2 separate regions of the Sus scrofa genome follow, and region 1 is linked to region 2. Evidence: chromatin contacts called from public HiChIP or PLAC-seq data. All regions are on one chromosome and are shown on one strand. Each heading gives the region's core, a stretch centred on a gene start, on an enhancer-like site or on the middle of the called end of the contact. The rest is flanking DNA. Distances are from core to core; before and after follow the strand shown.

Region 1 (4,323 bases), core at 1,570-4,069, 130 kb before region 2:
GAGCCGCGTCCGCAACCTACACCACAGCTCACGGCATCGCCGGATCCTTAACCCACTGAGCAAGGCCAGGGATCGAACCCGAAACCTCATGGTTCCTAGTCGGATTCGTTAACCACTGACTCACCATGGGAACTCCAAAAAATTTTTAAAAATTAAAAAATAATAAAATAAAATCAATTTAGTACCAAATAATTACTTTCTTAACAGTCTTAAACTGTTTAGTCTAACGATATTCCAGGCCCCAGGAAGAAATTACTTTGACCCCCATTCTTGACTCCCATAAGTGAAGTCTCTTAGCAGCTAGGAGATAAAAGTTCTTGAGCTGCATATACCAGTAGTTTAACAGGAATCTTATCAGTGATTGTACTTCACTTCAAGTGGCCCTTTTCCAATCAGTGTCCAGTCCATTTTTCTTCTCTTTGCACATTATACACTTTCAGTGCCGCATGGCCCTCTGGGTCCAGACTGCACTTTTCAATAGCCATTTAAAAACTGTTCTTCCTCCGAGCCCAGCAAAAAGAGAGTGTATCACAAAAAGAGAGATCACAGCTACACCAAGCCGAAGTCTACAATGTGTGATTCTCCTCTTTCAATCCTGAGAACGTTGTCCTAGCAACAGACTTTACTAACCTGCTCTATTTCTCCTCTTAAAGCCTTTGAAGTTAGTCCTTCCTCCCTCCCTGCCTTTGAAGTTATTTTTAATAGAATCCTATCCATTAGCTATTAACTGCCCTAGCAGACTTCTGAACACCCCAGAAATTTCTGTTCCTCCCTCCCCGAAAAACCTGGGGCTCTTTTCTGAGCCGCACTAACAACCATAGGCACGCAGCTTCACGGGATTATTGCCCAAAGTGTTAGTGTGACTAACTAGCCAACCAGCATCTCCTGAACATTTCCTACATTCTGGCCACTTTGCTAGGCTCTACTAATAGAAGAATGAAGTGCAGTCTTTGACCTCCGTAGTTTCAGTCTAGCGCGGTCTGATCTTCTAAACCTGACCTACACAGTGTAAGAGCCATGGCCTCACATGGTGATGGAGCATTTGAAGTATGGAAGGTGCAAACTGAGGTGTGTCATAAGTGTAATATCCCCACCAGGCTTTGAGGACTTCGTATGTAAAAAATGTAAAATGCTTCATTAATAATTTTTATGCTGATTACATGCCTGAATGATCATGTTTTAGATATATACTCTTCCTTTTGCTTTTTTTTTTAAGTGACTACTAGGGAAATTTAAAATGACATATGCCTCACAATATATTCCTGTTGGATAGTGTTGTTCTCCATGTAAGTGTTGAAATTATCTGAAAAACTTGTTAAAATATAGATTGCAGGTCCTACTCCTTATCTGACACTAAATCAGAATATCTGAGCAGGAGTTCCCACTGTGGCAGAACAGGCTCAGCAGTGCCTCTGCAGTACCAGAACCCAGGTTTGATCCCCGCTTGACACTGTGAGTTAAAGGATCTGGCATGCCACAGCTGTGTGGAGTCACAACTGCAGCTCAGATCTGATCCCTGGCCTGGGAACTCCATATGCAGCAGGGTAGCCAAAAAAAAAAAAAAAAAAAAAAAGAATATCTGAGTAATGAGGTTCAGGAATAAGAATTTTCAGAGTCCCCATTGTGGCTCAGTTTGTTAAGAACCCGACACAGTGTTGAGGATGTGGGTTCAATCTCTGACCTCACTCAGTGGGTTAAGTATCTGGCATTGCCACATAGGTTGCAGATGTGGCTCAGATCCAGTGTTGCTGTGGTGTAGGCTGGCAGCTGCAGCTCTGATTTAACCAGTAGCCTGGGAACCTCCATAAGCTGCAGGAGCGATTGTAAAAAGAGAAAAAAGAAAAAAGAAAAAAAGAATAATAATTTTCAACAAATATACCAGGTAACTCTTATGCACTTCTAAGTTTAAGACTCACCAGCCTTTTAGGGAAGTTCCCTGGTGGTCTAGAGGTTAGGATTCAGTGCTTTCACCACTGCGGCCCAGGTTCAATCCCTGGTCTAAAAACTAAGATCCCATATTAAGCCACTGAATGCTGCAGCCAAAAAAAAAAAAAGAGAGAGAGAGAGAGAAAGAAAGAATCACTTGACTACTAAACTTGGACCCAAGAGTTATTCCTATTCCAATTCAGTTTTTTTTGGTCCTTTTCTAGGGCCATGCCTGCGGCATATGGAAGTTCCAGGCTAGGGGTCAAATCAGAGCTGCAGCCGCCGGCCTACACCAGAGCCACAGCAACACCAGATCTGAACCATGTCTGTGACCTACACCACAGCTCATGGCAACGCCGGATCCTTAACCCACTGAGTGAGGACAGGACTCAAACCTGAAACCTTATGGTTCCTAGTCAGATTCGTTAACCACTGAGCCAAGACAGGAACTCCCCAAATTCATTTATTAACATGGTTGCAGATGATGAAGAAGCTAACTGACGGTTGAGAGAGGTTCCTTTAGTGAGTCCAAAGTGGTTTGGCACCATCCCAATAAAGAAGAGGGGAAAAACAGCATCCTTTGATCTGTAACTGAGCATGCCAGGCACAGTCACTCTCAGGTACATTACCCGGTGTTCCTATGCCAGGGGCAGGGACTTTAATGAGAGAAAATGTAAATGGAGCTGTGGTCGTACACTGTCTTCACCTCCTGGCTTTCCAGCTTGATGGGTCCAAGTGAAAACAACTTGAGTACATAATCCCAACCTTCTCATTTTGAGTGTTTTTGTGTTTAAGCACCTGATAAAAACCATCAACATGTCTTCACAAATACTGAGGTTCCCCTGTGTACCAGGAAGTGTGTGTGAAGGGCTGGCTGTGGTGAGACGAACTGCTGGTTCCTTCTCAGTATCTGTTCTTACTTTCGTTCTTAGTCAGAGATTTTCAACTGGTTGCATAGCCAGGCAGAACACCAAAAAGAATTCTACATTTTCTTTGATGCTTTTCAAATAGGTATGGCAACGTGACCAAGTTCTAGCCCCAGGAATATAAGCAGAAATATCACATGGCAACAAGAATTTCCCTTAGTAGATAGTTGGCACTTCTGCTTTACCCATTCTTTTTTTTTTTTTTTTTTTTTTTTGCACCTGCTTCATATGGAGTTTCCCAGGCTAGGGGTCTAATCAGAGCTGTAGCCACCAGCCCAAGCCACAGCCACTGCAACGCCAGATCCAAGATGCATCTGCGACCTACACCACAGCTCATGGCAATGCTGGATCCTTAACCCACTGAGCAAGACCAGACATTAACCCGCATCCTCATGGTTACTAGTTGGGTTCATTACCGCTGAACCGCAATAGGAACTCCTGCTTTGCCCATTCTTTCTCTCTTCCTCACCCTGCTGCCCACACTATGAATAAAACCATGGCTCCATCTTTGACCATGAGCTCAAGCCACTTTTTTTTTTTTTTTTTTTTTTTTTTTTGTCTTTTGTCTTTTGTTGTTGTTGTTATTGCTATTTCTTGGGCCGCTCCCGCGGCATATGGAGGTTCCCAGGCTAGGGGTTGAATCGGAGCTGTAGCCACCGGCCTACACCAGAGCCACAGCAACGCGGGATCCGAGCCGCGTCTGCAACCTACACCACAGCTCACGGCAACGCCGGATCGTTAACCCACTGAGCAAGGGCAGGGACCGAACCCGCAACCTCATGGTTCCTAGTCGGATTCTTTAACCACTGCGCCACTACGGGAACTCCCTCAAGCCACTTTTTAACTGCAATGGGGAAGTAAGGTGGAAGTAGCTTGAATTCCTGAGGATTTTGTATAGAGCCATGGTATCAGCCTTAGACAGTCTTCCTCTGGACATTGAGCTATATCTTGTTTAAGCTAATGTTATTTGGGGATTTTCTGTTACTTGCAGCTGAATTGAATCCTAACTGACAAACATTTCAATTTAAACCTGCAGTAGTACTACAAACTCCAGTGCTTGAATTTTAGCTCGTATACTCTGGTCACATCTATATTGCATCTCTTCAGTGGAGATCTCCAGCTCCTGATTCATAATATGTTTTCCAGTTTTGCAGCCTAATCAGTTAGAAAAGTTTCACAGGTTTTCCTATTAATGTTGAATCAACCTCTCCCAAGCTTATGCCTCCTAAACTGAATACTAAAGTTTCTCACTATCAACAAAAAAGTTAACCAATGTTCAATCTATGAAAGAAATAGAAAATTTTGGAGTTTCCCATCATGGTGCAGCAGAAATGAATCTTACTAGGAACCATGAGGTTGTGGGTTCAATCCCTGGCCTCACCCAGTGGGTTAAGGATCCAGCATTGCTGTGAGCTGTGGTGTAGGTCACAGACACGGCTCAGATGTGGCGTTGCTGTGGCTCTGGCGCAGG
Region 2 (4,213 bases), core at 1,013-3,512:
TGATCGTCGCGCCTGGCAGCGAAGTATGGACAACTGCTGCTCCTCCTAATAACTGGTCGAGACCAGGGGTGCTGCTAAACTTTCCACGGTGCACACGCAGCCCCCCATCGCAGAATTATTTAGCCTGAGATGTCAGTAGTGTTGAGGTTGAACAGCCCTGCTCGTTTAAGGGCACTTAGGCTCCCTACTGTTTTATGTCCTTTCATTATGTTTCCAGTTTCAGTGCAGTACTGAGAACATTCAGTAGGAATTCCATAGTTGATGAATTTGTTTGATGAAGCTGTATGATTTCCTCCTCAGGACCTGTTACCATGACAGGTGTACACCCACCAATACGTTCACCGAGTGCCTCCAGTGTTGGGAGCCGAGGAAGGTAAATTGACTTACTCGTGAGTCCACACGGTCTGTAACTAGTCTTCTCTTGCCATTGCTCAAGTAATGGGTTAAGGAATGGACAGTTTTATCTGTGAAGATACAGAAACCCTTGTGTGTGTTGACAATGAGAAAATATGTTTGGTGTTAGCGTAACAGCAAGGAAAAAACAAATGAGTATGTGTAATACACTGCAATGTGTAGAAACATCCACAAATAAAAACTTCGGGAAAACACATAATAATCTTAGGCTAACTTTGGTGTTGCGACTTTTCTAATGACCGAACATCGATTTTGTTTTACAATAAATTCATTGCAGTTGTTGAAATGTTATTTTAACTCACTGCTTCACATAACCACTCATAGACTGAACCTGATTCTTATTTTCTAACCATAGGAAGGAAGCATATGCAAGGGGGGAAGTTTGCCTTCAATCTTGTGAGAACATAGTAGCCATCTGTAAAAGGCTTTTGTCTCACTGGCTTTTTTAAAATAGTTGAACACCAATAAATTATGTCCCTAGTTAATTCTCTTCACACTTTGTGACAATAAATCTTTAACGTGAGCTAGAAATCTCTGTCACTGACCCGCAAAGGAAACTGGAAAACCTAAAAAAAAAAAAAAAAAAAAAGATGCTCGTTCTAAGATCTGCCCAATTTTAGAGCCTCAGGATATTGAAGTCAGTTTTCCTTTAACATAGGTTTTATATAAATTTATTGAAATATCTTTCCAGGTATATAATGTAACTGTTTATTTAGATAAGTTAATAGGTAGAACATCTTTTATACATTAATTAAACTGTTTTGCATACAGGAGATGCATTATCAATTCTGTGTCACTTATTGCTAATGTAATATAGTTACCATTGCTATGAAGATGCAGGATTATTCCCTAAAGCTCTTGTTATACCTTGCTTTGAGATATTTAAAGTAGCATTCTTAGATTTTTTTTTCTTAGTCTTTCTTTTTTCTTATACTTTCAGCTCTGGCTCTTCCAGCAAACCAACAGGAGCTGATTCTACACACAAAGTCCCAGTGGTCATGTTGGAGCCAATCCGAATAAAACAAGAAAACAGTGGACCACCTGAAAATTATGATTTTCCTGTTGTTATAGTGAAGCAAGAATCAGATGAAGAATCTAGGCCTCAAAATGTAATTATATTATGATTGCAATACTATTTCTATTTGAGGGGTATAAGAGGAACTTTTAAATAGCTCATAGGAAATAAAAAGCAAGGAAATAGTCTGAAGGTTGCAGAATTTGAGGAAATCTCTCAGTAAATTAAAACAAAAACATGGATGGAAAACAGAAGATTCTAAAAGCCTCCAGAGGAAAAAACATCTTATTTAATGGATTAGACATCGTAATGTCACCACATCCTCAGCACACACTCAAAGCTGGAAGACAGTAGAGAAATAGCGGACTTGAGAGGACAGGTATTTTGTAGCCAGGATTTTGTACCCAGGCAAATTATCAACTATGTGTAAAGATTAAATATTTTTAGACATGCATGGAGAGTCTCAAAATTGTAATTCCATGCACTAATTCTCTGGAAGATACTTGAGGATATGCTTCATCAAAAATGAAGTAAACCAAGAAAGAGGAAGCCATAGGATCCCAGAAATGGCATCTAATATAGAAGAAAGGCAGAGACGGGGTAGCGAGTCCCCAGCACAGTAGCTCCGCCAGGACCCCCCTGTAGAAGGAGGATGGAAGACTCTGCCAGGGCTATGTTTCAGGGGAGAATAATGTTTTGACAATATTGAGAAGCAGCTTAAAGCCCTGTTGGAGACAGAATGACTTCAAGATAGACATCTAGAAAGAGAGATAAGTGGATGATTGACTCATAAGAAAAACAAAAAGATGAAAAAGGAAGTGCAGTAACCATACATTTTGTGGTTATGCAATAAACAGTATTTATATGTAGTCATCATGATGTGAACAAATACCTTAATACAAATTTACCTAAAATATAAACCTATACCTAAATATAACCTAAACATGCATTTTGACCAAAATTGATTTTTCGGAATACTTAACCAGTACAGAAGTGTTATTGACCAGTGGGAATTGATGCTGGCTATAAACAATTAAACTGGCACCCACCAACAAAGGAAACCAGTGCTTAATGAAACTGTGTTAAGAGGATGTTATGAATGGGTGTATAAGTGTGGGTAAGGAGGGTGTGGAGAGCCAGGAAGGAAGAAATGTAATCTCCCATTCTAGGGGAAATATGTATATTTAAAACTGAAAATATATTTCAAATTGAAAGCCTGAGAATTATAATATAACCCTATATACCCTGTTATTTAGAAATATAGAAGTAATTAGCAGAAGAAAAAGCTAAATAATTTGGAAATAATTGCCTCTAAGGAATGATGTCATATACCCATGCTTTTAACTAAATCTCCATTTATTACTTCAGATTTTAAAACTATTTAATGATATAATAGATTCTGTTATTAATTTGGAGTTTTCACCATCCTAGGTTCATTAATGGCTCTTAGAGGAGTGAAATTACTTCTAAGGGTTTAAAGCAGTATACCTTTTTATTTTATTTATTTATTTATTTATGTCTTTTTAGGGCTGCACCCAAGGCACATGGAGGTTCTCAGGCTAGGGGTCCCATCGGAGCTGTAGCCACCAGCCTGTGCCACAGCCCCAGCAACACCAGATCTGAGCCATGTCTGTGACCTACACCACAGCTCGAGGCAACACTGGATCCTTTTCCCATTGGCCAGGATAGGAATTCCACCTTTTTATGAATGACAAAAAAATTTACAATAGGCATGTTTTGTGTTTAGGTAATTGGAATTAACAGTTATTATAAGGCGTATTTACAGCTCATGTGAATGACTTCTGTACTACCCCCCTATTCTTCCACTTCTTAACCATCAGCAGATCCAAACGTTTTTCTTCTGTGTTTTCCATACCTCCTCACTGTTGCTGATCTGTTCTGAAGATATTTTTCAGTTGCGGCCCCTGTCTGTACCATTAGGGACAGTTAGCTGTAAGCATGTTCTGGTCTCATGCAGAGTCACACATTGCTTTGAACGAGCCGGGGGCTTAGGAGTGAGCGGTCTGCTGTCCAGAAGCGTAGTCATGCTCAGAAAACAAGAGCATGCCCATTTCAGAAATGCACACATGGGTGTTCCCTCTTGCCTTTGCAGACCAACTATCCAAGAAGCATACTTACGTCCCTGCTCTTGAATAGCAGTCAGAGCTCTGCTTCTGAGGAGTCTGTGCTAAGATCAGACGCCCCTGATAGCACAGGAGATCAACCTGGGCTTCACCAGGAAACTTCCTCCACTGGCAAGTCAGAGTGGCTGGATGCCTCCCAGAAGTCCCCCCTTCTTGTTGGAGAGACAAGGAAAGAGGACGACCCCAATGAGGACTGGTGTGCAGTGTGTCAGAACGGAGGGGAACTCCTGTGCTGTGAGAAGTGTCCCAAAGTATTCCACCTGTCTTGTCACGTGCCCACGCTGGCAAATTTTCCGAGGTAAGAGAGCTCTTGCTTCTCTTTCTTCTGTACCTTCTCTCACTATAATAACCACAATAAAGTTTTGATGAGCAGTGTAACATAAAAACCCTGTAAAAAAAAAAAAAGCAAGTCTATGTGGCATAAATTCATACTCCAAAATTTTTCAACATACAGTTTCCCATCCCCAGTACTTCTCTCAAAAACCTACTCTGTTTTGACAAGAAAAAACAACAAAAACAAAAACTGGCCCTTTTAAAGGGGGTTACGTTACCATAGAGAACAATGGTCCTTATGCACAGCAACTGCCATAGTTTAGTGCATGCCAGGCATTGAGCTGTGTTATTATATCCTTGTGGTTTG

What was found. HiChIP or PLAC-seq counts read pairs in DNA pulled down with a chosen protein or histone mark.
Region 1: an H3K27ac HiChIP or PLAC-seq map of alveolar macrophages shows a contact between it and region 2. The contact joins two enhancer-like sites. A contact is called at or near these places in 1 of 47 Hi-C or Micro-C datasets (embryonic fibroblasts) and 1 of 2 datasets of contacts at active chromatin or transcription factors (alveolar macrophages).

What each region holds. Positions count from the first base shown.
Region 1 is chr18:11,196,342-11,200,664 of Sscrofa11.1, reverse strand. No RefSeq gene overlaps it. Among named protein-coding and RNA genes, the nearest start is that of TRIM24, 47 kb to the right of the region's middle. Within about 2 kb of position 2,819, at least 11 of the 83 cell types and tissues checked have an H3K27ac peak or open chromatin away from gene starts, as enhancers often do. A contact at or near this core is called in alveolar macrophages, where this site is marked.
Region 2 is chr18:11,063,265-11,067,477 of Sscrofa11.1, reverse strand. It overlaps TRIM24 (transcription intermediary factor 1-alpha), which reads left to right. Exons shown (of 19, transcript XM_021079187.1): 13 at 301-373; 14 at 1,355-1,523; 15 at 3,543-3,871. Among named protein-coding and RNA genes, the nearest start is that of TRIM24, 86 kb to the left of the region's middle. Within about 2 kb of position 2,262, at least 1 of the 83 cell types and tissues checked has an H3K27ac peak or open chromatin away from gene starts, as enhancers often do. A contact at or near this core is called in alveolar macrophages, where this site is marked.